2 separate regions of the Urocitellus parryii genome follow, and region 1 is linked to region 2. Evidence: chromatin contacts called from public Hi-C data. All regions are on one chromosome and are shown on one strand. Each heading gives the region's core, a stretch centred on a gene start, on an enhancer-like site or on the middle of the called end of the contact. The rest is flanking DNA. Distances are from core to core; before and after follow the strand shown. Region 1 holds the start of Nars2 (asparaginyl-tRNA synthetase 2, mitochondrial). Region 2 holds the start of Gab2 (GRB2 associated binding protein 2).

The links. A called contact is a pair of places that touch in the nucleus more often than the background predicts.
Region 1: a Hi-C map of muscle shows a contact between it and region 2, with 4 times the contacts expected there. The contact joins the promoter of Nars2 here to the promoter of Gab2 in region 2. A contact is called at or near these places in 2 of 2 Hi-C or Micro-C datasets (liver and muscle).

The regions. Positions count from the first base shown.
Region 1 is chr4:68,837,403-68,841,343 of mUroPar1.hap1, reverse strand. It overlaps Nars2 (asparaginyl-tRNA synthetase 2, mitochondrial), which reads left to right and starts at 2,029. Exons shown (of 14, transcript XM_077797640.1): 1 at 2,029-2,436. The coding sequence starts at 2,296.
Region 2 is chr4:68,678,314-68,682,153 of mUroPar1.hap1, reverse strand. Gab2 (GRB2 associated binding protein 2) reads left to right here and starts at 2,219. Exons shown (of 10, transcript XM_026387337.2): 1 at 2,219-2,381. The coding sequence starts at 2,307.

The sequences.
Region 1 (3,941 bases), core at 780-3,279, 160 kb before region 2:
TCAACTTTCTGTATGCATATGCATTTTTTTAATTAACATTGCTGATTTTCAGATTCACCCACTGATTTCCCTTTTCTTTACCATATTACTAAGCTGTAGTTCCTGCTTACAAAATAACCCTTTGGCTTAAACAAGTGGGGAAAAAGAAGTCAGGATTCCCACTGAGACTTAAACCCCAGTTCTTTAAATGCACATCATCCTGTGGGGTGGGAGAGAGAGGGGAGAATGAAGGCAAGACAGAAAAATGTCCTGAGAAAAAACTGAACCAATTCTTTGGTATGTTTGAACATTTGGAAAGGGTAGGTGTAGTTAAAAACTAGGTTTGCAATGGGATGCACATCAATGTGGGCAACATGCCTTGTTTTCCAGATTTTTAAATCAACCCACTAAAGGTGTACTTATTTTGTTAAAGCCCATCACTCCAAAGGCAGTAAGTTTCCAACCTTTTCTTTTTTCAAGGTTCAAGAAGTGTTCAAGATATTTTCTAGTCTGTCTTGAGAACACTTGTACAATACTTTATTTATTTTTATTTATTTTGTGGGACTGGAGATTAAACCCCCGGGGAACTCTATCACTGAGCTACATCCCATCCTTCCTATTTTTATTTTGAGACAGGATTTCTCTAAGTTGCCAATGCTGGCCTTGAAGTTAAGATCCTCCTACCTCAGCCTCCTGGGTTGCTGGGATTACAGGCATGTACCATCACAACCTGCTGTACAATCCTTTTAAGCTATTTGTCCCCTTGACAACTTAAAAAATTTTTTTTAGTTGTAGATGGACACAATACCTTTGTTTTATTTATTATTTTTATGTGGTGCAGAGAGTTGAACCCAGTGCCTCACATGTGCTAGGCAAGCCCTATCTCTTAACAGCTTTTCCAGTTTATCTTTGGGCAGGAAATTTTCTTACTATCCATCTGATAAAATTCTGATCCTTCTCAAAAATTCAGCTCTATTACCTCCTTCTATAGACTACCTCTTCCACTCATTGCATTCATCTACATGTACTGGTTTATTTTGCAGTGATCTTTTTCTGGCCAGTCTCCCTTTCTAGACCATAAGCTTTTTATGGGAGGGATCACTGTTTAATTTCCACCTTGAAATGACGTGTAGCATGATAGTTTAGTGAATAGAGTCAGGACTTTTGGGTTTAAATCTTGTTATCACTGAACAGGTCATTCATTCTTTCTCTAAATTCTCTTATCTGTAAAATGGATATAACAGTGGCAACTTTGAGTAATTAGCTCTCACTTCTACCTTTTATTGTTTAACAAGATAGAAACATTTTCACGAGCTTCACTGAGATATGGGGAAAATTATTTTTTTTGGTATAAATTTAGAATATAGCAGAATATATTAAAGGGTCATTGTTTTCCGATGAATCAGATGCAGATAACTGTGTTGGAAAAAAGAGAGACTCAAGATTCTGGCAGGCAACGCTTGTTATTTCTCCATTCTCTCTCCATCATAGTTACCCCCTCATGTCTCCTCTAGACTCCTGTATTCAAGGTCTCTTTATTCCTCTTAGTTACTTCCTTTCATAGGACTACCTTCTTCAGAAAGCCATTTCTGATATCCAGCTTGGGTTCTGTAGGCACCTGATCACCCTTTTACGTAATTATCTATTTGGATGTCTGATACCACCCAACTGTGATTTGATCAGGGACAGTGTCTGATTTTCTTCTGAGTTCACAACTCAGGAACGACTGACACCCTAGGGTCACTACTCTCATCAATTAAGTCTTCTGGATGTTTTCCCTCTGCCTTTCAAGTGCTCTCAGTTCTCCCTGAAAGCTTTAGGAAAGAGGCTCTGAGACTTCACCCCAGCTGCACTCCCTTGCCCAGCCGGTGAAAACGCCTACACCAGGTTCTGCCTTAGCCCCGCCCCATCTTGGCTCCTGACCCCGCCCTCACCTCCGCCCCGCCTCCTTAGTCGAGCACACAAGTACGCATGCTCCGTTTTAGCCCTTCTTAGCGTGATGACACAGGCGACGTTGACGTGGTTACGTAGGGCCAGTGGGAGCGTAGATTGCAGCGGAGGGGTGTACTTTTGCTAGTAGTGCGCGGCAGTGGGTCGCGTGGTCCGCCCAGGCGCGCCGTTTGGTTTTGGCACTTGCTGAGTGTGCCTGGAAGTGGGGAACAGAGACGGTCGTTGGGTTGAGCTGGGGGCTGCTGCGCCTGAGGACAGGGCTGTGACCGTGTTTAGGGGAACAGCTGAGAAGGAGGGCCCTTGACGGCAGGATCCGAACCCGCTGTGGCCAGGGCTGGTCCCGCGGTGACCTGGGGCGGCCGCGAGATGCTCGGGGCCCGGTGTCTGCTTCGAGCCCTGCTCTCCTGCTCCACTGCTCCCTGCCCCAGGCATAGGCCTTTCGCCAGACTGAGCGTACGGGACGCTCTCGGGTCCCAGAACGCGAGTGGGGAGCGCGTTAAAGTTCAGGTGGGTGTGGGGAAAGGGATTTTTCTTTAGGGACTTATGTGGCACATCCACACCTAGCGTTACTTTGTGTTGTTGGGTCAGACAGAATGATCAGCAGAGAAAAGTTAGAAAGTGTAGGTATAGCGCGAGTTCCTATTTCTCCATTTCCTCGGATACCTGCCGTTACTCTTTGCAAAACTGCTCTAGTGACTGTGAACTTGGTTTTCAAGATACCTGTAAACTTGTTATTCAATCAGGAAAGTGTAAGCGAACAGGGCCCCTTTCTCTTTTTACATCTCATGATATCCGCGGGCATATATAGTGGTTGCCTTGCCCTGGCCCCTTGAGGGGAGAAACTTTGTCGTGACTGGCAGTAAATATTCGTTCTAATAAATTGGGGCTTTGATTCAGCTTTTAGCCACCTTAGTGCCTAAAATTGGGCCTGCGTGTAATTTATGTTTAATAAATTAGGAGAAAGAGTGGAATGTAGCAGTTTGAAAGAGCCCTGGGGTGGAGGTGTGTAAGTTTCAATCTCTCCCACTAAGTAACTTGTTAATTATGAGCATGTTAAGCGCTTAAACTTAAGTTTCTTTTTATGAAAACAGATAATAGTCCCTACTTTTGGGACTATAAAGAGTAGCCCACAGTCAATAAATGTTAGCCACTATTATTTCCTTCATTCCTTAAAAGAGCAGGTTAAGCAAAGTAGTTGACTGCTTCTCATTAGATTACTAAAACACATTGATAACAGTTATTTTGATATCATCATATATCCTTGCTGTTATTATGATCTGCTCCTCCATACATTTATTTGGGTTTCATATTCTTTCCATGATCCAATTCAAAAAATTGCATTTATCAGTTAATTTAGAATGTATAAATGACACCTTTTGTGTGCTGGTCAAAAGAGAAATCAAAGATGGAAAGAACAGAATTTAGTGCTTACCATCTAATATGGTAGGTATCAACCACTTGTGGCTTCGAGCACTTGAAATGTGATGAGCCTGAATTGAGATATGTTGTAAGTTTAAAATACATAATAATTTTGAAGAACAAAAAAGATTGCAAAATCTCTATTTTTCTCTCTCTAAACACACATGTGTGCATGTGTGTCTATCTATGTATATACATCTGTGGGGCTTGTGTTTTTTGTTTATTTGTTTGCAGTACTGGGAATTCAACTCAGGGCTTCACACATGCTATGCAGGCACTCTACCACTGATACACCAACCGTTTTTAAAAAATTAATTTGCCCAGGTTGGCCTTGAACTTGTGATCCTCCTGCATCAGCCTCTTGAGTAGCAGGGATTACAGACAGACATGTGCCACCATGTTTGGCTTCAATATATTTAAATATTGATTTCATGTTGATAGTATTTTGGACATAATTGGTTAATAAAATAAATTATTCATCTGTTTTTTTTTTTTTTTACTTTTAATGTGGCCCCTAAAAACTTGAAAATCACTAATGTAGCTCACATTATGTTTCTGCTGGACAGACCTAGTCTTCAGCAGTGTGATTATTA
Region 2 (3,840 bases), core at 970-3,469:
CAGGTGGAGTGGGGGGCAGAAGAACACCCATAAGAGTCCCTTTCTCTGACCTTTGGGAAAAGATGGGTGAGAACATACTCTGTAACTGTTGCATTCCAAAAACATTAAACTTTTCTCTTTCCATACAGAATTGGGAATAACATCACAGGGTCTTTTACCAAACAAAATCAGACCCTAAAGAGTTTCTGGCAGAATGCAACCTAACCCCAGCTAACTGTTGCTGAACAGTTTCCCAGTTTGTGTTCTGAATCATATAACTCTCAGAGGATATGTAAAAGAAGACTACTCTCCCAGGGAAACACAGGGCATATGTCTGTCTGACTTCCATCACAAACCTTAGCTGCAGCCAAACCATGCAGATTTCTCAGACTGCAATTCTGGAGACTTGGCACCATGACTCAGATGTGAATGAAGTCAGGATTGCTTTATTTTGGTTGGGCGCCACCGCCTCCTCATTAATTTGGAAGACAAAGTATTTTGATGTTGAAGGTCCTTAAAGCCAGAAGTTAGACGTGGCTGTGTTCTGATGGTGGTCTTTGTGTTTGGTTTAAGGATACCTAAATTAAAAGGTTAAGGGAGCTCTTATTCCAGTCACACCTCGACTGCCATGGGGCAGTGCAAGATGCTGGTTCTCCAACTGATCTGTCTGCAACACAATTCCCTATTGATAATATGTGTTACTGTCCAAGTATAAGAAGTTAGAGGAGGATCAACCTTTATTTTAATGTATTATTTGTGGTACTGGGGATTGAACCCAGAAGCTCTCTCCCTCTGAGCTACATCCCTAATCCTTTTTATTTTGAGACAGGGTCTTACTAAGATGCTCAGGTTGGCCTTGAATTTGTGATCCTCCTGCCTCAGCCTCCAGGGTCACTGGGATTACAAGCCTGTGCCACCACACTCTGTAGGACCTACCTTTTAATGCTGCTTAAAAAGGCACTCTGAATTAAAAATGGCTCCTGGGACTGAAAATGTAGCTCAGTGGTAGAGCGCTTTCCTAGCTATGCCTGAGGCCCTAGGTTCATCTCCAGCAGCACAAAACAAAAAGATCTCCAGCAGCACCAAAAAAAAAAAAAAAAAAAAGAGCTCCTAGGGGAAAAATATTTTTAACCCTTCCCCTGAAGTACTAATGTTATTAGGTGTTCACTTTCACACACTTTTGAGTTAAACCTCACCACAAAGCAGTGAGAAAGGTATCATTATATCTCAATTTACATATGAGAAGTCTCATAGGTAGCCTGTGTCCAGGAATTGAAACTCTGGGAATTTTTACTTCAGTTTCTTGTTCTACACCGACTTGCCTATGACTTCTCTATGAAATACATTGACTAATTTTTGCTTTGGCTCTGCAAATCATACGAATTTTCTTTTGAATCCTGCTTTCCCAGAGGCAATGGGGACAGAGCCAGCTGGACTTTGTTTCTTGGCTATAAAAGGCTCCCAAGTTATCGGCAGACAGTAAAGCAGTTCTTCACGTTGAAAAGCAGGTGAGCAGGACCCTCCTCCCTTCCCCCACCTGAATTAGAAACTTTGCATTGTACTATCTTTGAGACCTTAGGCTATCTGTAAAATGGGAATAATACTGCCTGCCCAATTTGTAGAGGTGTGAAGACAATAAAGTAAACAAGGGATGTAAATACTCCCCATACTTAGTAGGTCGGCTTCCTTTCCTTGCACCCGAGTGGGTGCAAGAGTTAATAAACTCTCTGGGAAGCAGGTCACTAATTTCAGTCAGAACCTGACCTTGCTGAAACCTGAAACTACAGGAATGGATAAGTAACACAAGCAGCTCTCAGAGCCTTTCCCTGAAGACCCTCCCTGTAAAATCGACGTGCGAGGCAGGGTGCACAGCCTTCACACACCCCACCACCATGATCAGGGGCGAGGCGCTTGAGGCTGCCGCTTTGAGGCTTCAGGAAAAAAACAAGACCCGGGGGGCGTGCTGACTGGATTCCCGCCCCTCCCAGCACTCCGGCCTCCCGGGTCCCGCCGGGTGGTTTGCGTCTGAAGGCCTCTCTCCTGGGGGCGCTGCGGGCTGTGGGCGTGGCGAGCGCGCCCGCCTTCCTGCTGGGGCGCCCCCGCCGGGCTGCCTGGGAGTGCGGATCGCGCGCGCGCGGGGGGGGGCAGAGCGGGCGCGCGCGGGGCAGTCGGGCCCGCGCCGCGCCGCCTCGTCCTCGCCCGGGGCCGCCGGCCGCCCGGCCCCTCCCCTCCCCCGCGAGCTGCGCACCGCCGGCCGGCTGACCCAGCAGCCTGCGCCCGCGCCCTTGTCCGCGCGACCCGGCGGCGGGCTCCAGTCGGCGGTCAACATGAGCGGCGGCGGCGACGTGGTGTGCACCGGCTGGCTGAGGAAATCGCCCCCGGAGAAGAAGTTGAGGCGCTATGTGAGTGCGGGCGGCGACCGGGCGCGGCCGCCTTGGGGCGGGCGGGGGGCGTCCCGCGGCCTGCCGAGGGACTGGGGGCTCCCGGAGACGCCGCACGCCGCGGACAGGGCGGACCTGGGGCCTCTGGGGGGCGAGGGGCGGCCGGCGCGCCCCGCGGCTCTGGGGCGTGTGGGGCACCTGCACACCTGTCACAGGTGCGCCGCCGAGGGGCGGGGCGGCAGGTTGGGGCGGCAGCTCCTCGTGGGCTAGGCGGGTGTGTTGGCGGCACCTCCCCATCCAGCCTCCCTGTGAACTCAATACTGTATCGAAGTTTGTATTGATTGTTTTTGGAGAACGAGAGAGTTGACTCCCGGGATCGGGGGACCATGGCAGCCCCCAGCGGATTCAGCCTGCAGGATTTGGGGAGTGGGCGGGAAAGGGGGGCGTAGGCTGTGGGGCCGCGCCGCCCAGCCCCACAAAGGGCTAGGCGCCTCACGCCCTCTCCCCTTGCCTTTCTCCTCCCGCCCCTCCCGGGCGGCCGCCTGCTTCCTTCCAGTCCACAGCCGCCGCATCACGGGCAGCGTCAGCGGCATGTGCAGCCCTTGTATTAAGTGACTCATTTGTTTGTCCCCCTTCTTTATTCTGTATGTCTCTCACATACGCCGCCCCCCCCCACCCCGCCCCACGATGGTGACACTGCAGTTTGGTCTGTGCTAACTGGTCAGGGTTTTGTGTTGTGCAGCCCTTGGCGTCTAGGGTCGGGAGAGATCAAGGTTTTCAGTTGCCAGGTGGTGCTAACCGACAGTGTTTACTGAAATTGCTGGGACAGCCTCTCCCCTCTAGGTGAGAAACTGGCAGCATCTGGGGAAGGTGGTACAGACTGGAGCTGAGCGGTGTAGAGTTCTGGCTCGGCACAACCCAAAGGATGTCTCGCCTAGTGAGGTCAAAGTACAAGAGGGTGCCAGTTACTTAGGCTGAAATCGGTCCTGGAGTACTCTCAGGAATTTCGAAATGGAAGAAGGTCGCTAAAAAGTGCAAGGTCTTCCATCTTCTCCCTCCTCGCTTCCGTGAATGCCCTTGCTACACTGACTTGTGGGGCTGTACTCTGGGGATCACCCCCACAACCTGGAAGTGAGCTTTTGCTTTCCAGCTGCAGTGCATCAAGGGAGCTCTGAATACACCCTGTCCTCTTGTCCCTGCACCAGAGGCTGACCCTGGGGGAGAAGCTCACCAGTTTCCTGTCTTTGCTCCTGAGATCAGAATCAAGGGACTTCTGGCCTCTGGTCTGAGGAAGTGACATTCTGTTTTTCAAAGGAAGTGTTGTTGTTGGGAGTGCTTGTGTCAATGAAATCAGGCTCTTGCTTAGATCATTTGCTGGGAAAAAAAAAATAAGGATTTAGCACGTGACTTTTGAAAGGAGGCATAGATTTAACATAGTAGGGTGAGGCGGTGTTTTCTTCAGTTTTAAAGCTGATTTTCT